Linked DNA regions of Mus musculus: region 1 is linked to region 2. A link is a contact called in public promoter capture Hi-C data. All regions are on one chromosome and are shown on one strand. The core of a region is the stretch at or near the end of the contact, and the rest is flanking DNA. Distances in the headings are between cores, read along the strand shown.

Region 1 (5,785 bases), core at 1,156-3,655, 2.8 Mb before region 2:
ATTTTAAAAATAGTTGCTCAAGATGGCTTGTCATTAGTTAATCAGAACACCTTCTTAAATATGATCATCAATCCCTGCTTCCTCTTTTGATGGTTCTGACAGGAGAGGTCTTGAGCTGAGTCTGGAGAACTGAAACTAAAAAGTGAAAGTTGTCAGGCCCTAGTGTCTGCCTAACCTTGTCAGTGTCTCAGGAGAGTTTCAAACTTGCCCATATTTAGGTAGATGCAAACTTAACAGCTGTAGTTTCAAACACATTACAACAGATGGCAGTGCTGCCCTCAAAAAATAAAATCTCCCACAGACCCTCCAGATGTTCTCCAGGACACCTCAGGATGCAGCAGTGCAGGTCTTCAACTGCAGCACAAAGGTAACTCCTTCTGGAACAAAGAGCACCTAAGTAAAACACCTACATGGGCTCCGTGCAGCAAAATGAAGAGTGGGATTCAGAAATTTTGTGGCTTTTTAATCATTTGCTGCTGTTTTTATATGGATATTATTGCTTATAGATAAAGCATACAAAACACTTTTCTGTATAGCAGTAGATGCCAAATAATTGAAGCTTTTTAGGGGCACAGATGGTCTGTCTATATTAAATAGTCTTTCTTTCCGTTGGAGTTCTTAAAGACACGTGAAAAATACTTATCTCTCAAATTGAACTCACAGGCTGCAGGCTGCTAGTGGCCGTTCTAGTCAAAAGCTCAGAGTAACACACTGAAGTGCAGCTCAGCAAGATGTTTTCTGCAAGGCTGGATGGAGTCTCACTGTTGTCAGATCTCACCTGCTTTGTGTCTATGACTGCAAAAATGGAACCGAGCATGAAATACCTGTAGGATCTTGATCTCAAAAATACTATAAATGGTGCAGTTTTACCTTAAATTATTTAAGGAGATTTGCAAGCAATTCAAGCTTAATAAAGAATCTCTGTTAAAATTCCCAAGGAGAGCAGTTCTTGAACAAAAGCTTTTCTCCCTTTTTATGTTAATAACTGTAACTGGCTAATGAGAGCCCATACTTAGTTACAATCTTTAGTTCAGATTACATTCAATAACTTTATAGAATATGCCATTTGAGATTTTTCTTCCTAAATTAATGATGCTGTCTTAAAGCTAGGCACTGTGCTTATTATTCCTTAGATTTTTATATCAGCTATTAAAAACAATGGAAATAAGGTGAGCAGTGGTGAGGGTGGTGCATGCCTTTAATCCCAGCACTTGGGAGGCAGAGGCAGGCAAATTTCTGAGTTTGATTCCAGCCTGGTCCAGGGCTACATAGAGAAACCCTATCTTGAAAACCAAAACCAAAAATCAAACAAACAAAACCAAAAACCAAACCAAAACAAAACAAAAAACCCCAAACCCAAACAAACAAGCCCCGAAAACCAAAACAACAAAACAACAGAAAAACTAAACCACAAAGAAACAAAAACAACAGAAAGAAGCCCAATCCTTTCTACTATTCATAAAATAAATACTACTGGCTATGGTAATTTTAAGATCAGGAAATTTCTTAGGAAAGTTACAATCTATCTATCTATCTATCTATCTATCTATCTATCTATCTATCTATCTATGTATCTATTGAGTCACGGTTTACTACGTAGCCTTGGCTGGCCTGCAACTCTCTATGTAGACCAGGCTGGCCCTGAAGCATCCAGATCTGCCTGCCTCTGCCTCTCAAGTGCTTGGCCAGAATCTAGTTTAAAATACACTTTTAAATTGCACTATTATTATAGCCTTCCAGATAAAAATTTCTTGTAGGTTCTACCAAGCTTTAAAATGCCCTTTGTTTGTTTTTCTAAACATCTTTAAAAGATTGCTGGTCACGTTTTATAATTGGTTCATGACCAATTTGGTTCATTCTGTTTTTACAAAGACTGGAATATTCACAAAAACGACAGTTTGCCTCCTAAGGCCAAACATAGTGGTACACAATTACACTATGGAGCCCAATGTGCTTTACCACTAGTCATAAGTTACCAGCTGCAGCTTCATCACCCGTTCTTCTTGGGCTACTGGAAATATTTAGCGTTTCCAAAGTGCGTTTCTTCCTCCTTAATAGGGGCATTGGTTCCTGTTCCAACTTGTGGGGCGTAGACTCACTTAGGAGGTAGCGCTTGGCTTACAAAAGGTAGGCTACCATCCTAGCCAGCACATGCTAGGGAGGGCGGCAGCGCAGACTCCCCCAGGCTGCCTTGTGACGTGACGTAAGGGACCCACCCGGCCAGTGTCCTCCAACATCAAGGACCCTGAATCAACACCGCGGTCGCCCAGAGGCCGCCCTAGGGTGACAGGAAGAGGGGCGGTACCGGCGACGCCCTCCCGCACCCAGCCTGGGGCGGCAGAAAGACCGAGAACCCGCGGCCGAAGCCCCGCCCGTCTGCGCCGGCGGCGGGCGCCGAAAGGGTTGGAACGTGACCTTGTTTGGGCGTTGCTAGGAGACGCGGCCAGCACGCGCGCGCGCGACCCCCGCGGGCAGGCGCGGCGCGAGGGGCGGAGCCGCGGCCCGGAGCGAGGCTGGCGAGCACCGTTAGCCCGGCTGGCGCGCGGCGTCGGCCCGGCCGCCGTCAGGCCTCGCCGCTGCCCGGGGACAGACTCCCCGGCGGCTGACAGCCGCGGAGGCGGGACGACGGAGGACCGTCAGCCAGGTGAGTGGCGCGGGGTCATGTTGGAGAAGAGGCCTGCGGCGGGGCGGAGGCAGTATTGCCGGAGGCGTTCGGTGTGTAGAGGGGCTGGCGCGGCCCAGCGAGCCTGGGCGCACGGCGAGCTGAGGCGCGGTGGGCCGCTCCCGCCGCGTAGGGCCGCGTCACCGTGGCCCATGCTGCAGGTGCGCGAGGCGGCCGAGCGACCGGACCTGCAGCAGGGGCTCGGCGTCCTTTGCGATGCCTGCTCGTTTCCCACTCAGGGCAACAGGTGGTGCCGGAGGGCCGAGAGCGAGCCCTGGCGCTGCCGCCCTGGGAGTGGCAGGCACCCTTGCCAATTAGGGCGCCGGGGCGGGAGTGGCAGGGCGGCCCTGACGCGCTGACCAATGGGATCGCGGGGCCTGGGTGGGCCGTGAGGGTGGGCGTGGCCAGAGGCCGAGTCTGGGCTTCCCTGTGGGGCGTCCGCCAGAGCGGCGCGGAGGTCTCGGTTGAGAGGAGCTGTGGCGTGTTCCTCGCGGGGAGAGAGAGAGAGACACATCAGCCAATGTCCCTCCATTGGAATCCCGACTCCAGCCCGGGAGGTGAGAGCTTTGGTAGCGGGGACGGAGCCAGGAAAGTGAGCCTGGGTGCCGGGTGAGACGTGCCTGGTTAGATCTCCCAGATAGGGCTGCTTTTTTTGAGTTTTCTGCTAAGAAAAGGCACTTTAGTGGTGGATACGGTGACCGGCACCAGATAGTGGCGCCTGGGTTGTCTTCAGAATGAGCTTTTGAGGTTCGGGGATCGTAGAGAATAGAGAAAAGTACACGTTACTGCAGTTAGAGTGGATCGAAGAAAGCCTTTGGGTGACAGTTAGGCATCGTTTGTTTTGGATTGAATACATCTACTACCTCATCTGGTGTGTTTACTCACAGCAAGTTTTATTAAGTCCCTCATGTGCTTATTTTTGGCGAAAGTAGAGAAACCCCATTTTTAATGTGCTCACAGTAATAACTTACTCATTTCCTCCCCAGCAATCGCGTAGCCCGATCACCCAGGAAGAGAAATTGTAAGCAGATAAGAAGAACGCGTTCAGTTTGAGACACCATTTGCAGCTGGAAATGGGGAATGGACTGTCAGACCAGACTTCCATCCTGTCCAGCCTGCCGTCCTTTCAGTCCTTTCACATTGTTATTCTGGGTTTGGACTGTGCTGGAAAGACAACAGTTTTATACAGGCTGCAGTTCAACGAATTTGTAAATACCGTACCTACCAAAGGATTTAACACTGAGAAAATTAAGGTAACCTTGGGCAATTCCAAAACAGTCACTTTTCACTTCTGGGATGTAGGTGGTCAAGAGAAGTTAAGACCACTGTGGAAGTCATACACCCGATGCACAGATGGTATTGTGTTTGTGGTGGACTCTGTCGATGTTGAGAGAATGGAAGAAGCCAAAACTGAACTTCATAAAATAACTAGGATATCCGAAAATCAGGGAGTCCCTGTGCTTATAGTTGCTAATAAACAAGACCTGAGGAACTCGCTCTCTCTCTCAGAGATTGAGAAGTTGTTAGCAATGGGGGAACTGAGCTCATCGACTCCTTGGCATTTGCAGCCCACCTGTGCAATCATAGGAGATGGGCTAAAGGAAGGACTCGAGAAACTACATGATATGATAATTAAAAGGAGAAAAATGTTGCGGCAACAGAAAAAGAAGAGATGAATGGCAGTACCTTTTATATTGGTGTGGAATAGGTTTTCCTGGGTCTGATTTCTGACAAGCTGAAGAGTGTCTACAGCCTGGTTTGCCTGTCTGCCCTCATGGATGCTATTAAAGCTTTGTTTTGTTGAACAGTCAGATACCCAACTCTGTTGCCTTGTGGAAGATGAGTCAATGCAATGCTTCTTAAAGTGGTCTCTTCTCCCTGACCCACAAATCTTTTGGTACTACCATTTTGGGAAGTCAAAAAAGGCTAGTAATTGACCAGAAAACAATTTTGTGGAAATTTGACCTGAAGTTAGTGAAATAAAACTTTGAAGAGTGTATGCCCTAGTGTTTTGTGCTTGTATCTTTTGGGGGGAAGCCTTTGCCAAGAAATTGCAAACGAGGCTTTGTAAACACAAAATGCTAATGAATGGAAATGTTAAGGGAGATCAGTGTGTACACATGCACACACAGCTAAGTTGAACACGCTGCGATAAGAAGGAAGTATTTTTTCTGGAGGTTTTGACAAGGTGGTTTTTAACGTTATTCTGGAAACAATTTAATGCTATCTCTTTAATTCTAGAAAATGTTTAATTTAGTTGGTCTAGCATTAATTAAAATATTTGGGGTATATTCAAGTGCATGGGTTAGTTTTCCTGACAAGCATGTTTTGGTGTATAGTTTTTAGAAATAGCTATGCATCTGTCTACACAGGTTTAAAACAACATTTTGGGGTCTTGGAGCTATTGTAGAAATAGTTCATTGTCAGAAGCGCACTATTACTTGAACCTAAAAAATGACTGATGTAAATATGAGTATGTTGACTAAATACATATGCTTGAATACATGAATGGATTTATAGAGAAAGTGGTGGTGAATTCAGTTAGAGGGAATTACTGTAATACATAGTCTCTAAATGATCTAGTTAAAAGATACTTGTTTTGTTACTATTTACCGGATGGAAACGGATTTTTTTCATATATTTTTGTAGCATTTTGGGAGAAATGAAAGCTTTATAATTACTTGATACACCGTGGAATGAAAATGTAAGGTACCTTTCAGTATGTGCTCTGAGCTTTAATTTTTTTTGTTAATTGGCTGAACAGTATTTCCAGAGCTTCCTAGCTCTGGTTGTAGGAAGAAATGGTACAGTAGTGCAGATAGCAATTAGGAGCCTAGAAAATGAACGGGAGAAGTAGCAAAGCCATTTTAAGACAATTAACTGGTGCTGTTTCTTCTGTAATAAAAACAAAATGAAATTACAAGGAGGGGAGAGCTTTCATTTTTCTCTCCAGGAAGACTTATTTCCAGAAATCACATACAGCAAATCAGCATGTTTCCTATGTTTGAAGCCAACAGCTGTTTGTACTGAAATCACCAAAGGAAGTGCACTTTGCTAACAGGACTCGGTTTGATTTTTGAGCTTTTACTTTTTTTTTTCTTTTCAGTGACACAGGTGAATTTT
Region 2 (4,951 bases), core at 902-3,401:
ATCCAAACGACCTGATGGTTTCCCTTTGAGAATCCAGCTGATGACTAGTTCAAGCAGAATCAAGAAGATAAAAAATGGAGTCGCCTAGAAAGGAGATTACATAGAAGAGATGCTATTCTGATCCATATCAAGTCCTCTAAATTTTCTGATCAGTTCTCTGATATCTGGGAAGGCTACACCTTTCCAGAGTAACAACATTTACACTACTGGCTTATTTCCACGCCAATGAGCAAGAAAATTTACGCATTTTAGACATACTCTAAAGATTTGTCCATACCATGTAATTTGTAAAATGAAATAAAAGCATAAGTACAAATTTCACTATTATGTCAAGAAAATAAGTAAAATTAGGACAGAAATGCTCCAAGTTCAAGAAAATATATTTAAAATTATTTAATCACATAAAAACCTATCTTTTGACCCTGAACAAGTTTGAGTCACTCTAGGAGAATCCCTTCAAAATACCTTCAATTAGACTTTTTACAAATGAGGCAGTCTAGAACTACTTCTGAATATGACATGAAAGCGGTAGAAACAACATCTGAGACTCTTAGCAAATGTAATTTCCTAAAATTGTATCAGCACCAAATTTTCATTCTTTCAGCTTTGATTCTTGTGGTTTTATAATAATGAGTATGCAACTATCAATCACTGATTAGGTTTAAGCCTAAAATCTAAATAATAATTTAACATTAATATTATGTGTTATATGTCATACCTTATACATTATCTTATCTTATATCTTATGCCTTATATCATCTTATATATAATATTATATACCATATATCGTATATAATATATCTTATATCATATATGATATATAATATATTATATATTTTTAAATAATATAATTCTAAACAAGAATAATTTTTGAAGACAGGATTGGTGCATCTTTCTTCAATAAACAAAATGGCAATATCAAATCTCAAAATCATTATGAGCTTCAATTTTGTGAACCCTAATAATGAGGTGGAAGTTTTCTAACTGAGCTTTCAAGAACTTGCTCCATGATGTCATAGTTTCCCTATTTCTGGTCTGAACTAGTAAGTGTTGTAGGAACAACTTTGACAGGGTGGGGAACATTATTGCTCAGGCTCTAATTCTGGATATTTCCACTTCCAATCATGGCCAAGCAACAGAAGTAAAACGATAGGGGAAAAAAATGGTTCAAGTTCAAACTTCGGAAGTTGGAGTTTTACTGAGCCAGCCTGCATACCCTTTATTCTGCAGAACTACTCTTCCAAATCAAAGAGGAAATGCCGTCCTGGAGGTAGTAGAAAAGCTAAACATTTTCAAATAAATTTGTTACAATGTTTACTGATGTAGTATAACTATTTAACATTTCTTTCTAATAGCCAAATTTGCAATGCCACCATGTTAAAAAACTTTGAATTTCTTCTTATATTCTAGGGCGAAGAATAGGGAATTTGCAAGCAAAGATGTAGATATTGTACCGAAGTTTGATTCACTTGAATAATTTGTACTTTTGCTTTATGACTGTAAGAAATTGGATTTTTATGAGGCTGTAATAATTTGAAGTAGAAAATTGAACAAATCTTAGGGATATGTTGAGTTTATATAGTAATAAAAAAGCAAAAAAGCCTCTTCCAAGACAGGCTCACCTTTTTTACGTAATCAGGCACCTCTTCAACAGTTTGGAAGGCAGTTTCACTGGGCTCCATCATGTAAAACATCGCTCGCATACCCTGAGAAACTGAAACATTGTCTTGGGCTCCTGGGCTCCTCATTTCTGTTCCTGTCTGATTTCCAGCTGGAGATATTTGTGGTTCTGTGGCAGAAGTGCAAGACTGAACAAAGAAAAGGAACAGTGTAGCACAGAGCGAGCCTTGTCAGAGAAGAGCTGAGAACAAAGATCCACAGAGACCTCAGCCAACAGCAGAGTTTGTGTGCAAAGGCACAGAACACTAGCAGCAAGAGTAGGTTCACAGTTCAGTGGAAGATTCCCCAGGAAGAGGAAGTGGGGGAACAAGGAAGACGTACAGAAACAAGCAAACAATGCAGTTTGCCTGTTGCTTAAGTAACTAATCAACAACTGAAACGAGAAGTAAAGAAAAACAAATAAAGCTTACGTAACTGTGCCTTTGAAAATGAAAGAGGTAACCCAGCAAACAAACCAGTTTTTGAACAAGTGAAAGTTCACTCTGATAAAGTGGTGGAAGTCCAAAACTCAGATCACATGAGCAAAATGACATTTTCTCTAAAAGGCACAATGCCTTTGAATTTGTTGTTTCTTCACAGAATCCTATCTGAGAAGCAATGGGCAGTCTGTGTAATAATTAGTTGCCTCTCTGCAGTCGAGCCTGGTTTCTTTCCCTCTATGCATTTCTTTCTACTCAGCAACTGAACTTCTGGACATTCTGCAAACCAGTTCAGAGTCACTCGGTTTATTGCATAATCTAGCTGTTCAGTGGAAACTTACATGTCTCTATCCTTTTTGTCCTTATTGGGACTCCCTAAGAAACTGTTCAGGGATTGTCATGAGACCTCCCCTGTGCCTTACAAAATGAGTTAAAGTCACTGAACTCTTTTGGAGGACTAGAAGGCACTTGATTGCAATGTCAGGGAATGTGTGGTCCTTTCGTGAATACTCTGACATTAGTCAGAGTGAACTTTAGTCAATATGATTACTATGGAATATTATGGTTATATTGAAAGGAGTGTTGTGTGAAACCTGATATCACTTTTCATGTTGCTGTAACAAAACGTCTGACACAGCAACGTAAGGAAAAAATATGGGTTGACTTTGGATCACAGTTTAATAAATAAATAAAATACAGCCCATCCTGGAGGGACAGCCATGGTAGGGAAAATATAAAATGGATGGTAATATTTTGTTTGCAGTCAGGATACAGAGAAAATCAAGAATCCTGACATTAAGCTGGCTTCCTCTTGTATTGCTTCTTAACTAAATCAGAGACCCATATCATGAGATAGTACCATCCAGACTCATTGTGAGTCTTTATTAGCAAAATCTGAGGGTGCTTCTGCAGGTGTTAGGCAAGGAGATGAACTATGAAGTGATGAGAATAGGAACTGGGTTCAGGTTAGCTTCGTCAGACTTCTCTTTGTCAGAGAAGCCTGATGCCAGGCAACTTAGCTTCAATATATTTAAATGAAATATAATCCTCTGTGCACAAGGAGGTAACAATTACATCAAAACTTAACTCAAGCTACATATCATTTATTCCAAGAAGGTAGGACGTAGAGATAGGCTACCTATACTAGTTTAAGTGCCTAAGGAAGGATCTCCCGTAGATACAAATAACATAGAGATCATTTGGGTAGTTGTCATCTCTGTTCTCAATTGTGGGAGTTTCAGGGAGTGTCTGGCTATATAGATAATGTGAGTGTCATTTATACTATTAGCTCTCTCTGTTCCTGGGTTGTGGGAGCTTGAGGAAGCCAATGGCTTTATGTGTAACGTAAGGAACATTTGAATTACTAGCCGGCTTCATTCTTGATTGTGAGAGCTTGATATGGCTGGTCCAACATATTGCAGACCACCGGACAATTAATTATCTCCAATTCTCATCTTTTGGAAAAACAGAAAGGACAATCCTAGAAACTTAACATTCCTGGTTTCGTTGGAGATCTGTGGATAAATGGACCTTTGTGCTCCCTGGGATACCTTCCTAGAAATACCCAGGGGTGTGTCTGTAAGGTGACTCCAAATTCAGTCAGGTTGACAGTAGATTAACCACCAGAACCTCGAGAAGGTATAGCATCAGGCATGGATACTAGAGATAACAGCATTTAACACAGAAAACTGAGGAGATATAAGGTATGTGTGCATGTATAAAGTATTTCTATAAAATGTGTGCAAACTCTGCATCTCCAAGACTGATGTCAAAGTGGTCTTCAGATCTCCACTCCTTTTTCATCTTTGTTGACTGCAACAAACTGCTTTCTCCTGGGGCTGGTTCCACTCCCTGTTAGCAGCTTTTCTCAGCATGTATCCCATGGCTCTGGCATCTTTAACATCTTTGAGTCTCCAAGGCAATTTCATTGTTTCAGCTTCTTGTTTCAGTGTCTGGGATTCCACTTGATCTATTGAACTCCGCCTAAGGGCTGGCATCACTTTTCCAGCTCTGCCCTCTGTAGCATTCTAAGCTCAGGTTGATCCACTCCACTACGGCTGCTGTTCTTGGTGATCATCCCATGGTACTGACATCTCCAATACACTGGGGTGTTCCACTCCAACTAGGCTTCACCAATAAAATGTGTGCATGGGTGTGTATGTTCATGCTTTATATATTTACTAAGATGGGCAGTTTTACATTCGTCAGGAGACTGTTGTTTCCTAATGTCACCTGGTGATTTTCACTGAGACATTCATAGAGACAATGTTGACATGTTCAAATCTTTCCTGATGTACTGGTCACACTGAACCAATTTCATTTCAAAGTAAATCTTACAGCAGAATTGTTGGGAATATAGACAACTCTCATTACAGATAAATATATTATTTGGTATGCCCATTTAACAAAAATAATTATGTACAACAAAGTGCTCTTTCTGCCTTTTCCATGACTATGGTATTACCAATGTGACACATGGCAAAATAAAAATACATGTAACTTAATTATAAATAAAGTGTAAAACAGCAATAGTCCTCTATCTCTTACTGTAGACACTCAACATTGTCATCAAAGAGGTACCCTCCCCTGTCCCTGGGTATTTTGTCTCATCATCCCCTCCGATCTTACAAAAGAGAATTATTATTGTTGTATATCAATTTAGACGCACACTTATGGTTTGGATTTTATAGTAGAGCATATTAGCTGCTTGGAATCAGCAACTTAATCAAGAACATTCTTCAATTCAGTGTGTAATTAAGTAGTGAGGCTTTGGTTTTGTTGTTGGTTGTTTTCTTTTTTTAATTGGATATTTTCTTTATTTACATTTCAAATGTTATCCCCTTTCCTGGTTT

What was found. Promoter capture Hi-C pulls out the DNA fragments that hold promoters and counts their contacts.
Region 1: a contact with region 2 is called in a promoter capture Hi-C map of hippocampal neurons, with 8 times the contacts expected there. The contact joins the promoter of Arl4aos here to the promoter of Agmo in region 2.

Annotation. Positions count from the first base shown.
Region 1 is chr12:40,034,697-40,040,481 of GRCm38.p6, reverse strand. It overlaps Arl4aos (ADP-ribosylation factor-like 4A, opposite strand), which reads right to left and starts at 2,405. Exons shown (of 3, transcript NR_166749.1): 1 at 1,977-2,405; 2 at 662-795; 3 at 1-377. Arl4a (ADP-ribosylation factor-like 4A) reads left to right here and starts at 2,495. Exons shown (of 2, transcript NM_001039515.1): 1 at 2,495-2,644; 2 at 3,649-5,785. The coding sequence starts at 3,736. The coding sequence ends at 4,338.
Region 2 is chr12:37,238,839-37,243,789 of GRCm38.p6, reverse strand. It overlaps Agmo (alkylglycerol monooxygenase), which reads right to left and starts at 2,151. Exons shown (of 13, transcript NM_178767.5): 1 at 1,623-2,151; 2 at 1-84. The coding sequence starts at 1,748.